Regions from separate parts of the Mus musculus genome. Here all the other regions are linked to region 3. A link is a contact called in public HiChIP or PLAC-seq and Micro-C data. All regions are on one chromosome and are shown on one strand. The core of a region is the stretch at or near the end of the contact, and the rest is flanking DNA. Distances in the headings are between cores, read along the strand shown.

Region 1 (3,148 bases), core at 84-2,583, 210 kb before region 3:
TGGCATGAAATGGGTTCTTTAATTGGGTGGGTGAAGCTTACATTTAGAAGACATTTGGAAGAAAGGAAGGAAGGAAAGGAGGAAGGAAGCTAGAAGGAAGGAAATAAAGTTGTTCTAAAAGATAAGAAAGGATGGCACAACCAGTATGGTTGCTAAATTTAAGGTTTCTTTTTAAGTTTATATATAAAGACTATCTCAGGGATAGTAGTGTGCAATTTTAATCTCAGTGCTAGGAGGCAGAGGCAGGAGGATTTCTGAGTTTGAGGCCAGCCTGGTCTACAGAGTGAGTTCCTGGCCAGCCAGGACTCTACAGAGAAGCATTGTCTCAAAAAACAAGCCAGAAATAAATAAATTACAGAGAATATCTTTACTTTTTAAAAACTTGGGAGGCTCAAGTTTTCAACTGTAAAAATATAATACACATCCTTATATCCACATATATTTAAACTAATTTAGAAGTTGTCCATACGGCTTTTTCTTCTCTGAGAAACACAAAATCAAACCAAATATCTGGATAAGCAAGAAAATGTTGCCAAGAGAAGAAAAGGGGAGGGGCTCACGATTATTACAGGCAACTTAATGGTTGCTAAGGGTGGGGAACCATAATTAAACTCATTGGACCTCCAAAAGAAAAGGGGAGTGAGGTGGGGGCAAAAAAGTCGAAGGGAGAAGGGTTAGGAAATGGATTCCGTGGGAGCAGGAAAGCGAAGAGCGAGAAACGGGGATGGGGTGATGGAATACACTATATGTATGCATGTGTGAATACAGTGGTACCCATTATGCGCAACTAATACACGCCAAGTTTCCAAACTTTTTTAAGAAAAGAAATGAGCTGCGTTGCCCCACCAGCTTTCAGAGGACAGAGATGCTCTTGAACCAGGTAGGGCTGTCGCTGCCCGCCGGGCGCTGCGCGCTAAAATTAGCAAAAGCAATTACTCTCCCTCTTCCAGCGCAACCGGCCGAGCTAATTCACCAGCACTCACCCACTGCAGCACCCAGGGGGAGCCGGGGCAAGAATTAAAACCAGGACGCGCGTGGTATCCGGCCCAGCCGGGGCAGCGCGCGCAGGCCTACGGCCTCCTGCGACGCCCGGAGACCGAGGGGGACCCGCGCGGCCGACCCCCCGCCCCCCGACAGGCCCTGCTGCCGCCACCGGCCGGGAGCGGGCGCAGCTTGACGGGATTCGGGGGTTCGCGGAGTTCCCGACCGCGAGTTGGCGGGGGTTACCTCAAATCCTCCTCACGAAACCACCTCCCCACCCTCGGGAGGCACTGGGGCGCTTGCGGGTTCTTAGAGACCGCTCCTTGGCAACGGTTGCCATGCGGTGACGTCACTTCCTCTGGCTCGGGGAGGAGGGGGGCGCGCGCACACCGGAGGGCGGAGCCTCGGGCTGGAAAGCTTGGCCCTGGTACCTGGGGTTCCGAACCTCTGCAGAAAGCCTAGGGTGACTCTGGCTGTTATTCCCACTTAGACTCCTGCTGATAATAACCTTTGCGAACCGTCTACCGTTCTCACCTTGACAAAGGGCTTAACCTGTGCTGTTTGCGTGTGCTGTTTCATTCATTCATTCATTTATTTACCAAACTTGGGGCGACTTGTTTGAAGCAGGACTGGATAGGGTTTGGGGTCAGAAAGCATTGGGCGTGGTTTCCGAATTTAGGTTTTCGACGAAAGAATCTCCAGGTTAAATCATGCATGGAACAATTATAAACTATGGATTGAGAGACCCAGACATGGAGAGGAGAGACAGACCGGGACAAATGGAGGCCTACTCTGAAAACTAGGTTAGATGCTCAGACATCCTTGGAGAAACAGTAAATGTAATACCAGACTTGCCACAACCTCAAGCTAACAAATGATAAATTAGGCATTCCATACTGCTGACTGCTGGAAATGCAATAGAGAACAAGACCCAATAGGGTTGGTTCTGTCCTCACAGAGATGATGGGGAAAGAGAGGCAATATAGTTAAACAGCCCAGGACGGAGAGAAATGTACCAAGATGTCTCAGTGATGACAGAGTATGTGTGACGTTTACTGGGGGACAGGGATGGCTGAAGGAATCATACTGTCATGTCTCCATTAGACAGAGCGCTGTTTAAAGACCAGTAAAAAGAATCCAAATGACCTGTTGAGGTAGCTCAACTGGTAAAGGCGCTTGGCACACAAACCTAGAGACAGGTTCCACAGAGACAGATTGTGGTGTCCCCACCTGCTACAGACGAAAGGAGGAACTGACTTCACCCTGTGATTCCTTGGTGGGATTCACTGAGGAGTCTAAGAAGACATTCCTAGCAACAGTTTTACAGCATAGAGACCTTGCTTATTCTGTCTGAAACAAACTGTGGGTAGCTTTTCTTTTCCCCCCAGAGACGCCTGGTCAAGTCTGGTATGTAAGCTCCTAATGGTACCTTCTAACTGAACTGTGTTTGAGATTTTGAATAGATTTCTAACAGGCTCTAACAGCGGTTCTGAAAGCTTGTCACTTCTACCTCACCTCCCGCTCCACCCCCTCTTCCTCCACCTCCTCATCCTGTTCTCCTATAGCCTGTGCTAGGAAAGAACTCTACCACTGAGTTACACCTCCGACCTTGCTTTTTATTTTATTACATCATTAATTTATTGTGTGTAGGAGGGCCGGGCCCGTTGTGAGCAAGGCCACCCCTGGGCATGTGGGCCTGGCCGATGTAAGAAAGGTAGCTGAGAATCTCAGGAGAAGCAGGCCAGTAAGAAGTATTCCTTTGTGGTTCCTGCTTCAAGCTCCTGCCTTTTCTTTCCTGATGACGGACTATGATCTGTAAACTAAGTAAATCATTTCCTCCCCAAGTTGTTTTTGGTCATGGTAGTTTATTACGGAAATAGAAAGCAAACTAAAACAGGTGCTTAGATGCTGTGTCATTGGGAAGTTCATATCACTCCTGTATGACTTAATCTAAGAGTTCACTGTCATCTTGACTTGCTCTCTCCCCCCATCTCTGTCTCCTCCCCCTTTGCTCTGAATGGGCTGCTAGTACTGGTGGGCTGCTAGTACTGGGAGGCTTACCCCTGTCCTGGCAGCCTAGTGTTCCAGAAAGTTCTCGGCGAAGACTCTCATTGGCCCAAAAGATGTTAGACTGTTGCCCCCATATGTTCATTTTTATTTTATGTAT
Region 2 (3,658 bases), core at 299-2,798, 250 kb after region 3:
TGATGACCAACTAGGCCTTCCTCTGCTACATATGCAGCTAGAGCCATGAGTCCCTCCGTGTGTAGTCTTTGGCTGGTGGTTTAGTCCCTGGGAGCTCTGGGGATACTGGTTAATTCACATTGTTGTTCCTCCTAGTGGGCTGCAAGCACCTTCAGCTCCTTGGGTACTTTCTCTAGCTCTTTCATGTGACTGCTGGGAATTGAACTCAGGATCTCTGGGAGAGCAGCCAGTGCTCTTAACCGCTGAGGCTGACCCATCTCTCTAGCCCTTCTGGGGATTTTCATTCACAGTGTCTTCATAAGAGAGGGCACACAGAGAGGCCCTGTAACTACTGGTCAGAGAGAATGGAGCAATGCAGATGAAAGCCATGGAGTATGTAGGCTCAACAGTCACTGTCATGGCTACTAGGTAGCAAGGCAAGGCCCTACCCAGGGTCTCAGGAGTCATGACACTTTCGTTTCAGGTTGGTCGCTGTGAGATAAATGCACTTCTATTGTCTAGGCCACCCACTTGTAGCTAAGCATAGCCCTGTGAAACTAATGCAGGTGTCCTTTTAATTTTAATTAATTTTACAGGGTCTTACTGTGGAGCTGGCCCTGAGCTATGTAGACCAGGCTGGTCTCAAACCCACAGAGATCTATCTGCCTCTGGCCCTGGAGTGCTTCAATGAAAGGCATGTGCCACCCAAACTGCAGAACACACACCCTTAACCACTGAAGTTTTTCCCTCCAGCCCCGACAGGCATCATTTGATATTTTATTTGTTTGTTTGTTTGTTTGTTTGTTGAGACAAGTCTTACTACGTTGTCAAGGCTGGTATGCAATATCACACCCAGCTGCAGGTGTCATTTGAATGAGGTTCCAGGAGTGAGCAAGAAGCCACTGCATGATGATTCAGAGGGAGGAATGTCAAGTCAGGATAAAAACAATGGCCGGAGAGCTGGATTTAGGGCAGGGAGATAGGAGGTGTGGTTGGAAAAGCCAGGCTTGTGCAGGTCTTTTCGGACTTGGCACGGAAAGGGAGGCAACTGTATTCCATAAACTTGGTGGTTGTGGCTTTTGACTGACAGCACCAGCTGTCAAGAGTCACCCAGTGTCTTAGAGGACAGGGATGTATCTAGGCTGTATTGGTTGCAATAAATATCATCGCCAGCGTGAGATGACAGAGCCAAGTCTGCATTTTTCCCATCCTGCCCTTGACCTTACTACGCGGTCACTGTCAAAGCTGTCATTTCAGGGCACTGGCTTTGGCCTAGGTCAGGCAATGTGAAGGAATACATGAATTTTCCCTTTACCTCCTCCAAATCATTTCCACCTCACTCTCCCACAAAGATAATCTAAGTAACATAAGCCATAAATGCAGCTTACACATAAACCCTCCACCCACTCCGACGAGAAACCTACTACCTACACACGAGGAGTGAAGAGACCCAAAGAAGACTGAAGAGTTGCACCCGCCACGAGGCCAGAGCCCGGGGGATCGCCCATGCGCATGCGCGGGCCCCACCCTCGGGCGAGGGGGTGAGGCTGGCGCCGGGGCGGGGCCCGTGACGTCAGGTGCGCGCGTGGCTCCGGCTGCGCAGGAACAGCTGGTGCCTCGGGAGGCGGCTAGTGAGCGGGCGGGCGTGGGCTGCTGGTGGCCGGACGGGTCACGCTGCGGGTTTCGTCGCCGCCGCCGCCGCCGCCTTGCACCATTGCACCATGTCCGGCCAGCTGGAGCGTTGCGAGCGCGAGTGGCACGAGCTGGAGGGAGAATTTCAGGAGCTGCAGGTAGGACCGGGCCACCTGGTCCCGCCACTCTTGCTACCTGCGGTGCTTGTGCCTTCCCTATCTAGCCATCCCAGCCCGGAGGTGGGGCGATAGGACCCAGACGGTGGCCCGGGCTGTGCGTCCGATGGGCTGGTGGGTGGCCTGGCGCAGCCCCTTCCTATGTAGCAGCGCTTTGGCTCCTCAGTCTCTTGGGGCGCCCCTCATTCTCGCGCCCTCTCATCCACTCTTTGCTCCACGCTCTCCCTTCGCTACAGAAAGTTCGTCTCTGGCCCCCGAGGCAAGTTCCAGGTGTGTTCACGAGGAAACTGTGATACTCAAAGGACACCAGACCAACCCCCACACAAGGGATCTTCCCCCCAACCCTCCAGTTGCAGTTGGCTGTTCAACTCCTTACTACACGCTCTGTGCTGGCTGGGCAGCCCTCGCTGCAACTGCGGTTTGAGAGTTGTGCTTGGCTGCTTTCATCTTGGCCCCTTAGGCAGTTTTTAAGTCTCAGAGACCCCTCAGTCATAGCCTTGACTTTGGGAGCTCTGATGTGGTTCTGCTTATCGGCTGCTGCGAGCTGAGTTTACCATTGTGGATGGCAGGCATCTGTCAGTTCTGACAGCTGGCTGCCTCACCCGGTGATAGAGGGCTGCACCCAACCCCTCACCGTTTTGGCACAGAGCGTTCCACCTGGTGTGTTGAAGGTTGGTATAAGAGCTGGGCTCTTGAGAGGATAGCATCGCCACCCGGTCCTATCAGGAGGGTCCAGAGAGGCCTCAGCTATATGCTCTGGGGACTAGAGACTCAGGAAACCTTGGGGACGGCCAAGAGGAACAACACATGGCTTCCTCGCATTCACTCTCTCCTCCTCTCAATGGTTACTTTGTCATTCCCCTTGTCCCTGTAGCGTTCTCAGTTGGGCTGACCTCCTGCAATGTCCAGAGGAGAATGCTGTCAAGGGAGGTCTGTGATGGGTCTTTGTAAAGTGAGGCTGCCGATGTTACAGAAGGATGCCGGTGAACCTGAGCAGCAGATCGGCATGGGCAGAGACTTAAGAGACCCAGGACTGTCATCCCTTCGTAGTCCCTCCAGCATATATGGATGGGTTGGTGCCTTCTCTTTCAGATCTGAGGTCTTGGGTTCCTCATAGTTCCCAGAGGATCCCTTTTGGTTCCACCCACGGGGAAAAGACTCAGCCATATCCTTAACAATTTTTCCCACTGGGCTGTGAAGCCATGCCCAGCCACAGAGCCAGTGAGTGGGTCTTAGAGTTGGGAGTGGGAGAAGAGGTTTCCTGCGTGGGGCTTTTGCTTCTATTTCCTTCCTTTCGGCTTGTTTTAAACTACGAGGAGGAGGAGCCTAACACTGCAGAACTATGCAATTAATGCAATTATCAACAATTAGGTAGCAAGTCTTGGCAGGCAGGTGTCGTAAAGGAGGCCTTTGATTTGTTATGACAGGAAGATGTCATGAGGGGTCAGGTGCTCGGGTGGTCGGGGGCGGAGGAGTTATGAGTTGATCTGGATCTCCTCGTCTGGTGGTGAACAGCAAGGGCTGTTGGAAGGATCTGGTTTCTTAGAGATGGGACAACTGGGACAGACTAGATCCTCCTTTGAGGAAGAGGGACCCAACTGGTGTAGGCTTGATGGTCAGCTTCTGGGTCTGAGTACAGAGTGGATAGCTTCCTGGTGGTTAAGGTCATAGACTGGAGCAAAAATTCTCTTCTCTTCTCTTCTCTTCTCTTCTCTTCTCTTCTCTTCTCTTCTCTCTCTCTCCTCTATATATATGTATGGAGGGTATATATATATATATATATATACACACACACACACACATGCATTATGTATATTTACGTATAAATATATCTTTATAACATGTATTTATAATATATTTGATATATACAA
Region 3 (3,578 bases), core at 343-2,842:
TGAAAAGAGTCATTTATCAATCATTCCAAACGAGACACATGGAATCAGGATTTTCCTGACTATGCAAAATACGAAGACATACTTCACATTTGTAGATTGGTTTTAGTCAATGGAATAATCTATTAAAAAAAAAAGGAGAAAGAAAAATGAACAGGATTTATAGGATAAGGCTCTCTTTCCTTTGTTACTCTTAACAGGCAACGCTGAGCCCGTCTCCATCAGTTAAATGGACTTAATAATCACTATCTCCTTTGTCTGTGGAAAAGTTAAGTGGGAGACTGTGAAAGGCTTTGCACACCGGGAAGCACTATACAAAGGTGGGTGCTCTAGTTCTCCTGAGTATAAACACATTTCATCGTTTTCTGAACTGGGGAAGGAAGGCTAACCCAGAAGCAGAGCCTTCTCTAGACAAGGTTTAAAATTACTCACTGGGGCCATTTTTAGAAAGTCAGTGTTTACACCACTCTAGATGTAGGTAACCCAACTCGACTTCTTGGGAAATTGTATTTGACATATACTATTTTAAGATTGCCTGTATGGCTGGGTATACAGCTCTAATCTCAGCACTCAGGAGACAAAGGCAGGGGGATCTCTTGAGTTGGAGGCCACCCTGGTCTACAGAGCGAGTTCCAAGACATCCAGGGCAACACAAAGAAACCCTGTCTTGAAAAACAAACCACGGGTTGGTGAGATGGCTCAGCGGTTAAGAGCACTGACTGCTCTTCTGAAGGTCCTGAGTTCAAATCCCAGCAACCACATGGTGACTCACAACCATCTGTAATGAAATCTGACCCCCTCTTCTGGGGTGTCTGAAGACAACTACAGTGTACTTACATATAATAAATAAACAAGTTAGAAAAAAAGAAAAACAAACCACTACAAAGTGAGTTCCAGGACAGAGAAACCCTGTCTCGAAAAACCAAAAAAAACCCAAAAACAAACAAAAAAAGACAAACAAACCAAACTAAAAGAACCTATATGTTAAAACAAAAACAAAAAAAAAAACCCTCAAAACTTATCATTTATAGGAAAAGAGTTAAACCATGCCGGTTAGCTTAGGATGAAATATCATGCAGTTGCTAGTGTTCTTTTTCAGTGACAAGATGAAGCCCCGCCCCCAGGGCCCCTCCCCCGGGGCTGGACCTTCCCTGCCCTCCAGCTCAGGGCGGGGCCCACGCGAAGCGCGCGCGCGCGTGCGGTAATGGGCGGGAAAGAGCGGGCGCCCCTCACCTGCAGCAGGGGCAGGAGCAGCTGGTTGAGCTTCCGCCGCTCCACGAGGCTGACGGCGCCCTCGCCCGTGCGGCCCATCTCGTTGAGCAGCACCAGGACGGCGATCTTATAGGGCGTCACCCAGTCCTTGATGCCAAACAAGTTGGCGTGCACTACCCCGTTGGTCATCATCGGGCTGAAGTCCTGGCTCTTCGTGGACGCCGGCAAGGACAGGCCCTCTCCAGGCCTGCCACGCGCCGCGCCCACGAGCCGCCTTTACGCCATGGCTGCAGCCGCCCGGCACCTTAACCCGCCCAAGACTGTTTCCCACAGTAGCGGGGGCCTCAGTGTCCCTCTCCCACCCCGGCGGTGCCTTCGACCAATCAAAGACCAGAAGGAAGACTGACAGCCAATCAAAACAGCCAAACCTGTAGTGAGCGGGGGTAGGGGAGGGGGTGGGACATAAATGGTGTTATGGCAAATCGGTTCCCTACAGAAACGCTCAACCAAGGCGACCAGGTTCCTAGTCGACGTGGACAGGGATCTGGGAGGAAGACGCAGGGATTTTGATCAGAGACAGCGTGAACTACAGGCCACGCGTGTATTTATTTAATTTGATCTTCCTTCTCGCCCCCATTTAATTGCATCTTTGCCTCTAGCGGTACACGAAATTGAACAAGACACCTCGCCTGTATATGTGTATACCAGGGAAGCTCTCTTAACAAAGACCTTCAGCTGAAGCGATGCTCCTCCCCTTTTGGAGAAAAAAAAAAAAAAACTTACTAAGTAGCATAAACTGGCCTTGAACTCGCGACAATAGCTGAGATGATTTGAATGATCTACCCTGCCCAAAAGACATTTTTAAATCATTGTATTTAAAAGCAATGGGATTAAATTGGCATGTTTAAATTATATTTGCATACTAGATGTGATAGCTCCCTGCCTCTTACTCCAGCAACCTGGAGGCACAGGCAGTGGCAAGCACATCTCCATAAATTCGAGGCCAACCTGGTCTATAAAGCCAGTTCCAGGCCAGCTAGGTCTGCATAGTTAAGAAGACCCTGCCTCAAAAAACTTTTTTTTCGCTAGGCAATGATGGCACACGACTTTAATCCCAGAACGTGGGAGGCAGAGACAGACAGATTTCTTTTCTGAGTTCAAGGCCAGCTTGGTCTACAGAGTGAGTTCCAGGACAGCCAGGGCTACACAGAGAAACCCTGTCTAGAAAAACAAAAACAAAAAGCATTTTTTTCACTCATATTAAATTTTTTTGATACAAGGTGTCACCATGCAGCCCTTTGTAGAACCTGCCTCTGCCTCCCTACTAGCAGTAGGGAGCCACCATGCCTGTCCTTATTCTCCTTTTGTAAGGACAAGAGCCCATGTTTTTCTTCAACATCTCACAAATGCCATTTGTAGGCAGCTACGTGTCAGTTTGCAAGTGCGATACCCATAGTGAAACAAAAGGTAAGACCACCTTCTTGTGAATGGATATCTGTATCCCACCTAAGTCACTACAAAGTCCAACATCAGGTAAATGAAGCTCTTAAAACCAACCCCCGGTCTACAGTATTTTCAGTCTGACTTTTCACAATGCCCCTTCTACTTATCTGTATTTCTCAAGACACTTAGTTCTCTAGAGCTTAAAGTATTATTATCAGGGCTGAAGAAACAGCCCGGTTGTTAAGAGCACTAGAGCACTTGCTGTTCTTGCAGAGAAATTGGGTTTGGTTCCCAGAACCCACATGGTCCATCAGTATCTTCTGGCTTCTGCGGGCACCAGACAGCCATGTGGTACAGAGATATATATGCAGGCAAAGTACTCGTACAAATAAAATAAAAATAAATAAGTATTTTAAAATAAAAATATTATCAGTGATTAGTCATTCTCAGTAGTTTTCATAGCTCTTTATTTTTTAAAGTTTTTTAAAAGATTTATTTATTTATGTATGTATATGAGTACACTGTAGCTGTACAGATAGTTGTGAGCCATCATGTGGTTGCTGGGAATTGAGCTCAGGACCTCTGCTTGCTCTGGCCCTGCTCACTCTGGCCCCAAGATTTATTTATTGTTATATGTAAGTACATTGTAGCTGTCTTCAGACACACCAGAAGAGGGTGTTAGATCTCATTACGGATGGTTGTGAGCCACCATGTGGTTGCTGAGAATTGAACTCAGGACCTTCAGAAGAGTAGTCAGTGCTCTTAATCTCTCCAGCCCCCGTTTTCATAGCTCTTGAAACAAAAAAAGATATGTACTATTCAACTTCTGCTGCATACAAACACAAATTGGGCCTGTTTTCTTCTGTCAGTCCTGTTTGTTTAATAAGTGATATTTGTCCTAAGAGATTACTCAGTGGCTAAGCTGC

The links. A called contact is a pair of places that touch in the nucleus more often than the background predicts. HiChIP or PLAC-seq counts read pairs in DNA pulled down with a chosen protein or histone mark.
Region 1: a contact with region 3 is called in a Micro-C map of embryonic stem cells, with 4 times the contacts expected there. The contact joins the promoter of Ift81 here to the promoter of Anapc5 in region 3. A contact is called at or near these places in 2 of 39 promoter capture datasets (liver and macrophages), 1 of 484 Hi-C or Micro-C datasets (embryonic stem cells) and 2 of 9 other capture datasets (adipose tissue and liver).
Region 2: a contact with region 3 is called in a BATF HiChIP or PLAC-seq map of CD8 T cells, with 5 read pairs. The contact joins the promoter of Tmem120b here to the promoter of Anapc5 in region 3. A contact is called at or near these places in 2 of 39 promoter capture datasets (HPC-7-derived erythroid cells and neural stem cells), 9 of 484 Hi-C or Micro-C datasets (CD4 T cells, the G1E-ER4 cell line, the HL-1 cell line and 5 more), 7 of 115 datasets of contacts at active chromatin or transcription factors (the 230-238 cell line, CD8 T cells, acute myeloid leukemia and 2 more) and 2 of 9 other capture datasets (adipose tissue and liver).

Annotation. Positions count from the first base shown.
Region 1 is chr5:122,613,211-122,616,358 of GRCm38.p6, forward strand. Ift81 (intraflagellar transport 81) reads right to left here and starts at 1,334. Exons shown (of 19, transcript NM_009879.4): 1 at 1,228-1,334.
Region 2 is chr5:123,074,727-123,078,384 of GRCm38.p6, forward strand. Tmem120b (transmembrane protein 120B) reads left to right here and starts at 1,549. Exons shown (of 12, transcript NM_001039723.2): 1 at 1,549-1,769. The coding sequence starts at 1,701.
Region 3 is chr5:122,819,750-122,823,327 of GRCm38.p6, forward strand. It overlaps Anapc5 (anaphase-promoting complex subunit 5), which reads right to left and starts at 1,593. Exons shown (of 17, transcript NM_021505.3): 1 at 1,231-1,593. The coding sequence starts at 1,401.